Linked DNA regions of Drosophila melanogaster: region 1 is linked to region 2. Evidence: chromatin contacts called from public targeted proximity ligation data. All regions are on one chromosome and are shown on one strand. The core of a region is the stretch at or near the end of the contact, and the rest is flanking DNA. Distances in the headings are between cores, read along the strand shown. Region 1 holds the start of CG32266. Region 2 holds the start of ppk27 (pickpocket 27).

Region 1 (6,713 bases), core at 3,378-5,877, 36 kb before region 2:
GGGTTTTATGTTTTGGTGCTCTATTCCGTTGACCAACCTTCTATTCCCGTTTAACGTTTTGTTGACTAACACGCATTTCACTAAAAATAAACTTTTGTATTTTATGCTCTTATTTAATTAGTAATTTTATTAGTAATTTACTAAAATCCCAAAACTTGTCATTGAGTAGAACAATTACTTATGACCAAAATTTCAAAATATTTTAATATGCATATTATTGAATATATAAAATCTAAATAAAAAATATAAATTAAGCAGAGAGTTTCAGCAAAGCCATACAAGTTGGAAAAGCAGTTTCTACAATCGTTTTTTGAAAATCTGTTAAATTTTTCCCAGTATACTTTTCAACGAGAAGTGGTCATTGTGACAGTTTTGTTTTATTTTGACCGCGTTTGCGATTGATTTTAGTTTTAGTTGAACGCGAACCTTTACCAACGACGGCTGAGAAAAACTTACAATTCTCAAAAAATTGAAAGAAAATCAAATACACATGTGTACGCGAATAAGCCAAATAAAAATCGATTATACGCCACGTTGAACGCGCTGAAAAGTAAAGATAAAATTGTGCCGCGAATTCAATTTAACGCCAGACTTGACTTTATCGTGTGCGAGTAATCAGAGAAAACGGCGATATATAGGAGTAAAAAAGGATTTGTAGATAGGAAAAATTTGCAGAGGAGGAGATGGAGTGAGGTGCCAATTGAGATGTCCTGTCGACGCCACACGATTACCATTTCATCAGTACTTTGATTTGGGCCAGGCTAATAGATAGGCCTTTATTATCATCCATTTTTTTCCCATTGATTTTCCTTTTTGGGCTTCAATGTTTCGCAAACGAAAGCAGCAGCAGTTGCGATTGAAACATCGTACCGGCGACAGGAAGCGGAAATTGTTGTCCTGCATTTTTAACAGAGGTTGGCTTAAAACTGTTCTTCACTTTCACACTCACACTTTAGCGATTAATTTTTAATAATGCCCGGATAAAAAGGAGCCAGAATTTCTTATCCTTGCTGTGGAGGACTTGAATATGTTTTTAGTAAAAGAGAAACACGAAACCGACCCTCCGTGGAAGGATAGCTTGGTGTAATCACTTGTTGAGTGCTTTGTTTCGTCCTTTTGTTCGTCCTGCTAATAGTCCGGCAATTAATTGCTTGTCTGCCTTGATTCCTCGCCTGCGGCCCTCATTAATCAGGGGCGAAAATTGATAAGCGCTATGATTTAATAATAAATTATAGCCAAGGAAACGATTTACTCGGAATTTAATAAGGAAATTGCTCGGAGCCTTAGAAAAAAATTGGTATTAATAAAAGTGATTTCAATAGCTGTTTAAACTTTTGTATACAGCTCACTCTTCTTTAAATGTTGAATTTTTTCTGAAAAGGATATATTCATACATTGAGTATTCTTACTCAACCTTATAGCCACGTTTAAACAAACTCACATGCTTACTTTCTTTTATACATTAAATTATCAGACTTGCTTCAGACTAATACTGACGTTAATTTTTATTTGATTTGACGTGCCATTTACCCAACACAATGGCCACAAAAGAAAACATTTTAAAAGCAAACATTGCGTGGGCTGCCAAAAAAGATTGATAAAAAGGCAGTGCTCCATACTCTGAAGCTTACGGAATAACATTCAGCGTTCTTTGTTGATTTGAAAGCTTGTGAAAAATGATTAGAAAATATAGCAAATTTAAAGCCGAAACTATTCTTTACTCTATACCCATGAGTTAGTAGAAAGTGCATCTGTTAGTCGCCTAATATCCGAATTTCTCCAATGGCTCATTTGAAATTGCCATTTAGCTGAGGGCCCCGAACAAACACTTAACTTTATTTAGCCTGAATTATTCCTGCCATTGCTCAGACCACGAAATCTCTTTTATCTCATCACCTTTTTTTTGCTTCTTCTCTTCTCTTGCAGGTAAGTTTGACATTGATGGACTACGCAGTCTGGCAAATCGAAGGATATAAGGATGTTGGTAGAAATGCGCCCGAAAAGTATGCAATGACTTTTGACATTCCCCTGCGTGTGCGTATGTGAAAAAGACGTCGACGGTGGGCGGGAAAATCGGAAAAGCAAGGCGCGTGGGTTTTTCATTTCCAAGTCAGCACCCCACGCAGCTCAACATTATCCGCCCCACGATGCAAATTAGATTTAGATTTTGACAAAATTCGCCTTCATTAATTTTTTTCTTTTGTAATACACATCTTAAAGTTCGTTCCACGCTCAAAGGGAAAACGAATAGAAAACAAGTTTCTTGAGGTAGGCACCCTGCTGATGACAGACTTTTCCCGCTTTTCGCTTTCGCATTTCCTCTGTGCAAATATACCGTGGTGTGTCGGGCTGGAAAAACAGTTTCTGTTTGTTCTTCGGGCGACAAAGTCCTAAGAAAACAATGTGAAATTAATGGCAAGTTAAGTGAAAAGTTGATTGGCATTTTTATTCTCCGCTTGGTGGTAAAATATGCGGCAACATTAAATGTTTAGGCCTCAAATCTTTAAATTTATTCTTAAGTTTACCAATTTCACATCAGTATATTTATTGGAAATACACTTCTATGAATTCAGTTAGTATTCAGCATTTTCGTATGCTTTTAAATTGAATTCATATCCTTGTGGTATTTGATTTATTTGCTACTCATTATTTACATTATTTATGCTTTGCCACATTATTCTGCTACGAAATGCCTTCTTCTTGTTGGCCAATCAAGTGGAAAACAACATTAGCATGTACATTATTCAACGTTTAACCACATTCTGCCTTATCTAAATGCATTTATTCAGGATGTTGCACATATTTCTCATTTCGGGCCAATTTCCATATGCATTTCGATGCTCTTTTTATTTTTCACAGCACCACGGTGCACAATGCGACTGAAAGGATGCTGCAAACACCAGCACAGCAGCTCACTAACACACACGCATTATGCAAATGGCGACACTGAAGCTGACGTCTAAAAAAATGAGAAATAGGAGTAGCAGTAGCAGTAGGGCAGCAGGGGAAAGGGGAAAGAGGAAGGGAGTAGGGAAAGGGGAAATGGGAAATGGAAAGGGGAAAGTGTGCACAGGAAATGCAGGGCTGTGTGCTAAGATGGCGGCGGGGAAAGTGAAACAGCAGCTCAAAGAAAGTCCTATATTTTTTAGGCAATTATTTGTGACTGCAAACTATTTTGGCACAATTTTTATAAACATATTGTGCTTAGGTAGCTTTAAAATCAGTTTCAAACTAAAAAATATTCCTATAAATTTGAATCATTTCTAAAAATCCATTTAAACAGCTAGAAAAGAAGATGTATTTTTTTAAATATTTATGCCATATAAACATTTTTAATCTGCGGTTTTTACTACCCGTTTTCTTTTGATCCTTTTGAATTGCATAATTTTTCATGCTCAAAATTCTTATATTTATCAGTTATTTTTTCGAGTGCACTCCACTTAACCCATTGCAACTTAGTTGCCATAATTTGCACATTTTAGCTGCGATGCAAATGCACGCCGACGCATGCCAGCGACAGTTGACCCCCGACCCCTGTGACTCCTACCCTTTCACACTATCCAAAGCACAACCCCCCACCATTCGCTAGCCCCCTTTTAGCCCACAATTACCGCCCAAAACGCCCCGTTTTGCCACATGAAACATGATATACGAGCCAAAGCGAATGTTTTTGATAGCTAATGGAAATTGCCAAGAAAACCAGCAGCAACGACAGAAACAAATTCGTAAATATTCTAAAATACGCCTCTTTGCTTCCACAAGCACTGTGCACTGAGCGAAAAACTATCAGAATGTTTTCTTTTTTTATAACAAAAGAAAGCTTTCATATATCACCAATGTGAAAACCCAATTGAATATAAGCAAATATTTCGATAATCAATGGCTATGTATGTTTAATTTTTTTTTTTTCAATTATTTAACAAGTGTTTTTCTGCGAGTGTAGAGCCAATGCCACTTTCATTTTGCAGCCCCTTTTAATCTGCAGTTGCTCCAAGCAAATGACAGCAAATAGCTGGCCTTTGGTATGCGAATCTTTATCTGTTTTATCAGGTTTATTTGTTCATTAGTTCGACGTCATCGGGAATTATCGTTGTACAGTGTGCATTCGATGGTGTGGGAACTTCAGCGTCTCAGGTACAGCGAGCTGTAGGGATAGGCTCCGTAGGCGTAGGGCGTGGCGGCATAGACGCCGCTGGTGTAGGCAGCACTGTACGTGGGTGCGTAGAGTCCGCCCGAGTAGGCGTAGGGCGTGGCAGCAACCACAGGCGAGGCCGCACTGTAGGCGGTCAGGAATTGCGGCTTGCCACAGGCAACGGCCAACAGGGCGAACAGGCACAGAGCGAACTGGTTAGAAAAGTTGGGTGAAAAGGGTGAGGGGGGATTTCATTAGCCAAGGAAATAATTACAGTCTTTTGGAGCTGCCACAACAATAAAACTCCTTAGATTCAAATAGATCTTATGTTGTGACTTGAAAGGAGCTTAATAGAACCTCTGATTGCATTATTTCAGAATTCACTTTTGTCAGATACTTGTATCCTTCATAGGTATTTACTTGATATCCCTTTAAATACTCACAAACTTGAACATCTTGAATTGATTGATTTTGGTGGTATATCCGCTGATTGAACAGAAACTGATATGATTAAACAAACGCAGAAGCCCTGGCTTTTATAGTAAAACCTAAGTGGACTTTTGGCTTCACTATCGGCTTTGGTGGGCGGCCCACGAAAAGGGGCGGTGGGCGGTGGGTTAGAGGTCACTCTTGACCCTGGCACGTTTGCTCATTTGCTGTAGTATTGTTTTTTTTTCCTACTACGTTTCTGGCCCGTTTTAATTTGGCCCAAACGTCTTTATGGCCGCTTTGCGCTGCGTGCACTGCATTCTTAATAGCGCTTTTGTTTACCTATGTATGTTTTTTGCTAGATGTTTTTGGAGAAAAAAAATAAAAAATAAAAACGGAAGCAATCAGAAAAATTCCCTGAGCAAATGCAATTTGACCTCTGGCAATGTTAATTTGTGTTGGCCAGATTGTCAATTATCGTTATGACTGCCAGAGATTCCTTGCGCAGCTCCGAAATAGAAAATTCCAAGAGGAATTCCACAGCGAAGACCTCAGAGAAACGGGTTGCCTTGGCTACTTGGCTATGTGAGCCTCATTTTTCTTAGCCCTTTGCATTGCTGTTCCTATTGTTTAGATGCAGCTGATTGTGTTTACACTGCTCAAAACTTATAGTCTGATCACGAATAATACTCAAGGATATAGAAACATTTGCTTTAAATTAATCAAAAGTGAAAATAGAATTTTAGTGTTTAGATTGAAAATAGAAATTTTGTTTCAGTTTGGCGCCTTCTTTGCTGTTACGCTTTGCCCACTCCACAAACATTCAATTTGTCAAGTTGTTAAATTTTAGCAGCTTTTCAGCTGTGCCCCGCCCACTTTCCCAAGAGCGCCCACTTTCTTTGCTCTCGCCCATTGTTGAATGCTGTGCATTTTGCATTTTAAATACAATATAAATTAAGTTGGCAGCTTCTGGCATTGAGAACAGTTTTCGGCAAAGCTGCTGAATGAATGAATGGCAGCCCTTTTATCAAGATTCTCAAGTTAATTTTGCTGAAGGATAAGAAGTTCGGGGAAAATGGGCGGGGAAATCGAGGAAAAACTGACATTGAAGACGAATTGTTCGCTCGGAATGAAGTGGAATTTTATTCCGGTGGGTGGAAAACTTTCCTTGACGATTGAATAAAACGCTGAACTGTTGGGAGAACTCAAAAGCACAATACTATTTTAAAATAGTATTACCAAAGATGTTGGATACCATAAATGAGTTAAGCACAAACTCCATTTGTTTATAAAAATATAATGTGCAAATATGATTTCCAATTTATTTATCCATAAATAATGAAAACATTTAAACATAATATTTGAATCTTATAAATTGTCTCTTTAAATATTAAGTTCGTAAATATATTTGAACGATCATTTACAAAATTAATTTTCTTCGTATAGTTTTGGAGTCACACAAAACATCGGCGAGAAATTTCTCGCATGCGATAAACAGTAAATATTGCACTGCTTGAAGCAGTGCTTCGCAAACTTGCGGCGCCTCTCAAACTGCTATTGTTGTGCTCTCTCCCTGAAAATTTTCTCTCTTTGAATTTTCCATTCTGTTTTTCATTTGCGGACCTGCGCTTTTCATTTGCCGGCATTTCTGGAGCAACAACAAAATTCCAGCGCTGAGTTTTCCCCCTGCCATGCCCCCCTTTTCGTATTTATATATTTAGCTCTCATTAAATATTTTCAACTAGAGCGAAAGATACTTCCGTTTCCTGTTTTATAAAAATAGTACTTGCCATATATAAATATACATATTTACTATGTATATAAATATTTGTAACTATATATGAGGTAAATACTTACTTGACTTAATATAACTAACTAGAAAATAATTCAAACTCCTTATCAAATTCAAAGTAAAATTTGGGAAAATCTACCATTTAGTTCTTCTATATATTATTATATATAAGATTATACTAAAAGTTCACTTTTCCGAGCGCTCACTGTAGGGTGTTTTTGTAGTGGGCCTAAAAATAGGAGACGCCACCACTCGTGAAAATTCTTGAAGAGCAGTTTGGGAAATTCCTTACCGAAAAGTTATATATGGCCGAAAAGAGATTTGCCTTGCGCCATTGTTTAGTGAATTGAATTTTGGTTC
Region 2 (6,518 bases), core at 3,259-5,758:
TTAAGAAGATTTATGGATTGGATTATGTGTTCGCTATGTTATAAAGATATAATGATTAGTGCTCGTGATTGATGCTTAAGAATTCGCGTTTAGTTTTTACGGAAAACAAATACAATCTAAATGAAATAAGTTATATGAATGAATATATAAATGAATGGACTGAAATCAATGACATTGAATTTACTGGAAATTAATAACCAATTTTTCGCCGGCACTTTGACGCATTTTGTTTGATCTCCCTGCTAAAAATACATTTTCCGAGTAAATGCCCTCTTCCGTGCGTCGCTTTCATCATATAGTCATCCAATTTATCAACCCCGAAAAATGTTCCTCAAACCGAAAACCGAAATACAAGCACAAAAAGCGTTTACAGCTTCCTTAAATGTTTATGATTAATTTCGCATAATTATTAATAACAATTTTAATTGGTTCCTGCTGGTGGCCTGTCAGAGATTCTCTTTTGTGATACTATAAATTAAAATACAACAAACACCAAACCACAACAATTGCACAATCACGTAAAATATAGTATAAAATGCAAACGCACAACTGAACTGAAACTGAAAAAAAGAGCAACAAAAAGACGGGCATATTAAGCAGCAACGAGTGAAATCATCGAGAATGAGTACATTTTCCCCAATCATCGCACAAAGATAATTCCGAGAGCAGAGCGCCAAATAAGGAAAAGCAATCAGAGAGGCAAGACAAAAAGCAAGGCAGCATAAGAAACCCAAACCAATTCTAAGTGATAATCAATATAAAAAGCGAAAACGTCAAGCGAAATCAAATCGAAAGGCTTTATTAGCTATAGACACCAACAACACCAATCAACTACAAAACACCAATCAACAACTCGCATATGTGATAAAGTCAAGTGTAAATCAAAGCTATTGTGTGCGTGTGTTAATAATGATGTACGGTCTGCAATAATAAATAAAAGTTTCATGGGGCTTATTGCATAAATTCCCGTTAACCGTTAAGAGTGATAAGGCCCGACGCTAAGGTCCCATAAACCCAGATTGCGTGCTAAATAATACATGGACGAGAAAACAGAGAGCGGCGGAAGATTAAGTGTATTTCCCATAGCTGCCATTTTTAACAACACACTTTTCCCGATGTCGTTCACTTTCCCAAGACCCCAACCTCAACAACACCAACCAAATCACCAATAACAACTACTCCAACAACCTTAAAAAATCGAAGGATAAGAAATTAATTGGAGAGACAAGCGAATCAGCTTGAAGGGCGACATCAAAGCCACGCTGATGATGGGCTACATCATGGGTTGTGCTTGTTTCAAAGGTATGAAAATAATAGTATTGATACTTGTAAATAAGTCATTTGCCCATTTTTTATGTTCCACAGTTAATGTTGAACTTTATGAAAAACGAAAGAGTTTCCCCTTAATTAACTCTGTCATCTTTGAAAGTTTTACAAAATTATTTTTTTGTGATGAAGATGAATTATCAAAAGCTCTAGACTAATTTTAAGAAAAGTTTTTTAAAAGTTTTGTGTTAACTGTCAGATCCGCTTTCCACTAAATGCTGCTCAACCGTCAATCGTCAACCTGTCGCCGCCCACAATTTTCCCACCTCACTCGTTCGGTTTTCCTTCCGCTCATTAGGCGGCTCCCAAAGGAAAATAAAAATCCCAGGCGGAAAGAAAGAATCGCAGGCTTGAGGCTTTTTCCTATTTTGTCACGCTTTTCGGTTTTCCTCTCCTCCTGCTGCACACGCAGTTTCGCATTTTTCTATGCAACGTCACCGACGACGTCACAAAAGCGGAAATGAGAACCTGCGCTCTGCATCCTGCGCGCTCTTTATTCATTTTGCTCTCTCTCTCTCTCTGTTAAGTTTTTCGTTCTTAACATTCACTTAACACCAATTTATAACATTTTTATAGCAACCCGATTATTTTGTTCTTTTTTTTTTAATTTCGCATGGCCTTTTTTTCGGTGTATATTTTTGTTGTTTTTTCTTACAGCTTTTTATGGTTTTTCAGCGGATTTTGCTACTTTTTGTTGTTGGTCTTTGTGTGTAAATTACTCGATAGCCTTTTTGAGTGCAACGTGATTTTGATGTTTCCTTTTGCAGTTTCCTTGTTGTTTTCACTTCTGGGTGCATGTTTGAGGACTTTTTGGATCCTTGAGTTTGTTTATCTGGTTAGATTGGGAAATGAAAGGTGTGTTAGGTAAACGTGGCGGTGGCTTCACTTGTTTAGAGGTTAAGTGCATTTTTCTGTTTACCTCTGTGGTTATTGCATTCGTCCTGATTGTCAAAGCTTGACTGATGATGAAGATTGCAGTTATTAAAAAGTATCAATAGTCTTATTAGAAACATTAATAATTCATTCACATTCATTGTCATAAGGTCTTTTTAGTTTACTTTGTCTTTATCAAAAGGTCATAAATACCTGCCACTCACTTATTCGTGCCGAAATATTTAGTGTATTTGTACTTTATTTTTAACACCTGGAATTTGAGATGCCTTTTGCATGGTTAGCATTCTAGAACCATCTCGATTCGGGTATTTCCTGCGACCTGCGAAGGCAGCGAATGTCTTTGGGCACTTTGCAGTCTCCTTTGGCTCCTAGTGCCCCCTTTTAGCCACTACTTTCTTCACCTATATCCCTGTGGATTTTACCCTTAAGCTGTTCCTTGCCTTTGCATTCCATAAACCACAAAGTATGAGTAAGCACTTAACCCTTTCTTTGCACGCCGCTTTCTCTTACCCCTTTCGCCGCTCTCTCTCTCTCTCTCTCTCTGTCTCTATTTTGCTCTCTTGCATTCCTGACACGCATTGCAAGTCTAACCTTTCACATTTATGCGTTGCACACGCCCAGTGGCCGCCCCCTTTTTCTGTTCCAGTTAGTTTTATTCAATTTTTGCGCTATTTTTACAGATGCAATTTTACAGCGGAAGCGAGGAAATCGAGACAACCATAGAGAAAGTTGGAGAAAGGGGTGGGGAATGCGAAGGAGGGGGTTCGAAGGGGCGATGTGTGTGTGTGTGTGTGAGCGGAGAAAGGAGGCTGCCTAAGTGCTTCGCCCATTAAAGTATGCAATCATTTTGCGGTTAGTTGCCCTTGCCTTCCTGCCCCTTGAATTACCCCTTCAATGCCACTCCTATCTTTTCCATTTTCCACTTTCCCTGCCCCTTTTTCCCTTTAGCAATTTTCGTGCCTTCGCAGCTGCATAAATTTCGCTGCTGGCATTCGCTCTTAACCAATTTGCTAATCCGTTCGCCACTTTCTTGACAGCATTAACAATTTGCACGGTTTGTTCACGGTTATTAACAACTTTATTATTTTGTTGGCTATTTATTATGGTAGCTATTTCTCTGAACTGCTTTTATTTCGCTTGGCTAAAATCATCTTAATTGTAATTTATTGTGGGCAAGCTATTCATTGAAGTTTTCCCAAAACATTTCAACAAAAAACTCATTTGATTTTTGACATTTGTGCCAAATTTTTTGTTTTGCCTTTTCTCTGGGCCAAGTTCATTCATAAACAAATGTGTGAAATTTCGTCTGGCTCTTTTTCTTCTTCTTCTAAGTCTATGCCCCCAAAATTAAATCGAAAACACAACGTTCCCACCTTCCACATTTCTACTCCTCCGATCTTAGAAGGAAAACCCGTAGAAGCTACGTATAAATAAATAAATAAACAAGCGTTTAATTGAACCGGAAATTATTGTGTGTGGGTTGTATGATTGCTTCTTCTTCTCTATTCCTCACGTATGTGTGTCGAAATGCATTAGAATGTGTGTGTGTGGTTCTTATTGGAATTTGTTGTTCACTTTTATTTAGTTTTATCCCACAGATGTTGTTGTTTGTTCGCATTGCGTTTTAGTTCTCCAACTTGTTTGCCCAGTTGGTTTATAGTGGCTGGAAAGAGAGGGGTGTACTAGAAGTGAAAGAGAGGGATGCATGTGTGAAAGAGAAGATTTCTTGCTTTTGGGCAACAAAAACATATACACTTTTCTGATTAGTTCTATTCATAGTTATGGCAACCAACAAGTGCCACAGATTTAAGCTGACATAGAATTATACAGTTAAGTTTTTGGAATATTTACCGTTTGACTTTAAGAAGATTTCTTAAGCTATAAGCTTGTCTTAGAATTTATACAATCCGTTTCTATGCTGCAATTTTGACCAGATGACTAAGCTACCTACTATTCACTTAAAATAAACATCTCAAAGGCTTTACAGAGAATTCGGCAATCATCGTTTACATTAGAAATTGGGACTCCCCAACTGAATCCCATTAATATGCAACCCTTCACATTAGCGTGATATTTAGAATTCCCTGTGTGTGGGTGTGTATCTGTTCTTGCACGTATCTGTGTGTCTGCTTTGTGTATCTTGCAGCACATTGTAGTAAATTATACTTGACAGTCGTTGCATGTTCGACTTGCGATACTCGACAGTTTCCACTACCATTAATGGCTACTCAGCCACGCCCCCACTTGTTGAATTAAATATAATTTGATGTTATTTATTTGACTGAAGATATTCGATTAGCTATCTTCGCTATATAATCTACTATCTCAACATCATAATTAGTCACAGAAAAGCTATAAAATATCCTGTAGACATCGAAAGACAATTTAGTACCGCCAAAATGTCTCGCATTGTGACAGCTTTCAATAAAACGGTTGTGGAATATTTTCGAAAAACAAGCCTCAACGGCTTCGGCCTGCTGTATTTTATTAGAAAACGCAGAATTCAAAGAATATTCTGGTTTTTGTTTATTAGCTTTGGCATACTTTTCGCTAGTTATGCAGTGTTCTCAATGGTTCTGGAATTCCTCAGCTATTCAACAATTGCAGATCTCTCGGAATTAAAAGTTTTGGAAGATGAAATACATTTTCCCGAGCTAAAAATATGTAGTGGTTATAAGTTTAGCTACAGGAATATGTTAGCTTCTGCTCATGATTTAGTTAGTTCTCAAAACAAATCGCTGGATTACTGGCTAAATAAATTATCATTGCTTTCTGGATATTTTGATGCTTTGTCTGTAAAAGCAGAGAATGTTGATGATTTAAATTCTTTACTTGATATAAAGAATATTTCTTCTTTTTTACTTGCCCTAACACCAGCGTGTGAATCTTTAATACTCAAGTGTAAGTTGAATAATATTCCTGCCAATTGCTTGAAGTTATTTACTTTAAAAGCATATAATGATGGAAATTGTTGTGTCTTAAGGAATAGTAATCTCACTGGAGAACTCACCCTTTTTATGGATTCTTCACAAATTGATGAATATCCTTTAAATGGAAATCTTCCTGGCTTTAGTTTACATGTTCCAAGTTGGCAGGGTAGAGTTAGTATCAACCCTGGCGAAATGGCAGCTGTGGAAATAGAAGTTATGGAACTTCAGGGAAATTCTCAATTAAACGAGTATGCCGTAGAAAAGCGAGCTTGTTATTTTTCTCAAGAGGGTGAAAGTAGGGAAAAGTGCCTTCATGAGTGTAGAATAAAAGCCACGCTAATTAATTGCCAGTGTGTGCCGTATCCATTCGAGTTTAGAACGCAAAAGTTTGGGTATTGCACTTTGGAGAATATAAGATGTCTGCAGTTGGTAGAAAGTGAGTTTCGAATTTCTTATAATTCCTCAAAGGTAATCAATTCTTATTAAAATAATCCAGGAAACTGGTCACCAGCTCAATGTCCGCAATGTTTGCCGCTCTGCAATCAACTGTTTTACAGATTGAATAAACAAATCCTTGGGCATTTGCATCCTTGGAGAAGTGAGTTGAATTTTAAATTTAAAACGCCACACCGACAGCGGTACAAAACAAATATACTCTATCATTGGTATCAAATGCTGTGTAAGTTTGTTTAACGTTTAACACAAATACACATGCCGAAATTACATGCATATTTATTTAACCAAAAGCAAACGTTGGCGGCGTTCTGGGCATTTGCATTGGCTGCTCCTTCATCAGTGGCTTCGAGCTGATCTACTTTCTGGTCTTTCGCCTGTGGACTAACTATCTTCGACAGCCCGAGACTTAATTAAGTAAAATGTTGCGCATACGCCATGTGGGCAAATTTGTTGTGATTTATCTCGTTGACAACGTGCCAGCGACAGGGTCGCATTAATCTTGATGACTTGAATTGTAACTGAGGCGAAATAAACGAGTGAACAAGAATTGGGGGAACGAAAGGGTGGCACTTGGGAGCTGGATTGTGGGTGGGGCTTAGCTGGAGTGTGCCGATCATCAAGGTTAAGTGGTCTGCTGAGCCCCTTTTCATCGTCTCAGCTTGTTCGCCATTCGTCGCCTGGGGGGCCACTTGATGACTACTGAACGGCAACAAAAAGATTCAGAAATATGTCTCATCATGTGTATATAAACTGGGAAAAAAATGTTTTAACATTGAAATGCTCTCTTAAAAGAGAAGAAAATCTTATGGAACACATCTATGGCACGCCATGGTAAATAGAGTGCACATTTAAATTTGAAATAAAATATTATTTCCACTTATTTTCTCTCAGTGAAATTGTGTGAGTGTGAAT

What was found.
Region 1: a targeted proximity ligation map of the Kc167 cell line shows a contact between it and region 2, with 2.8 times the contacts expected there. A contact is called at or near these places in 24 of 107 Hi-C or Micro-C datasets (the Clone 8 cell line, the Kc167 cell line, the S2 cell line and 10 more) and 1 of 7 datasets of targeted methods (the Kc167 cell line).

Annotation. Positions count from the first base shown.
Region 1 is chr3L:3,788,718-3,795,430 of dm6, reverse strand. CG32266 reads right to left here and starts at 4,627. Exons shown (of 2, transcript NM_168040.2): 1 at 4,576-4,627; 2 at 3,871-4,344. The coding sequence starts at 4,587. The coding sequence ends at 4,123. All of the region lies in intron 2 of CG32264, which reads left to right.
Region 2 is chr3L:3,753,191-3,759,708 of dm6, reverse strand. It overlaps ppk27 (pickpocket 27), which reads left to right and starts at 4,508. Exons shown (of 3, transcript NM_139569.2): 1 at 4,508-5,586; 2 at 5,647-5,829; 3 at 5,898-6,016. The coding sequence starts at 4,620. The coding sequence ends at 6,016. The region is part of intron 5 of CG32264; the gene reads left to right.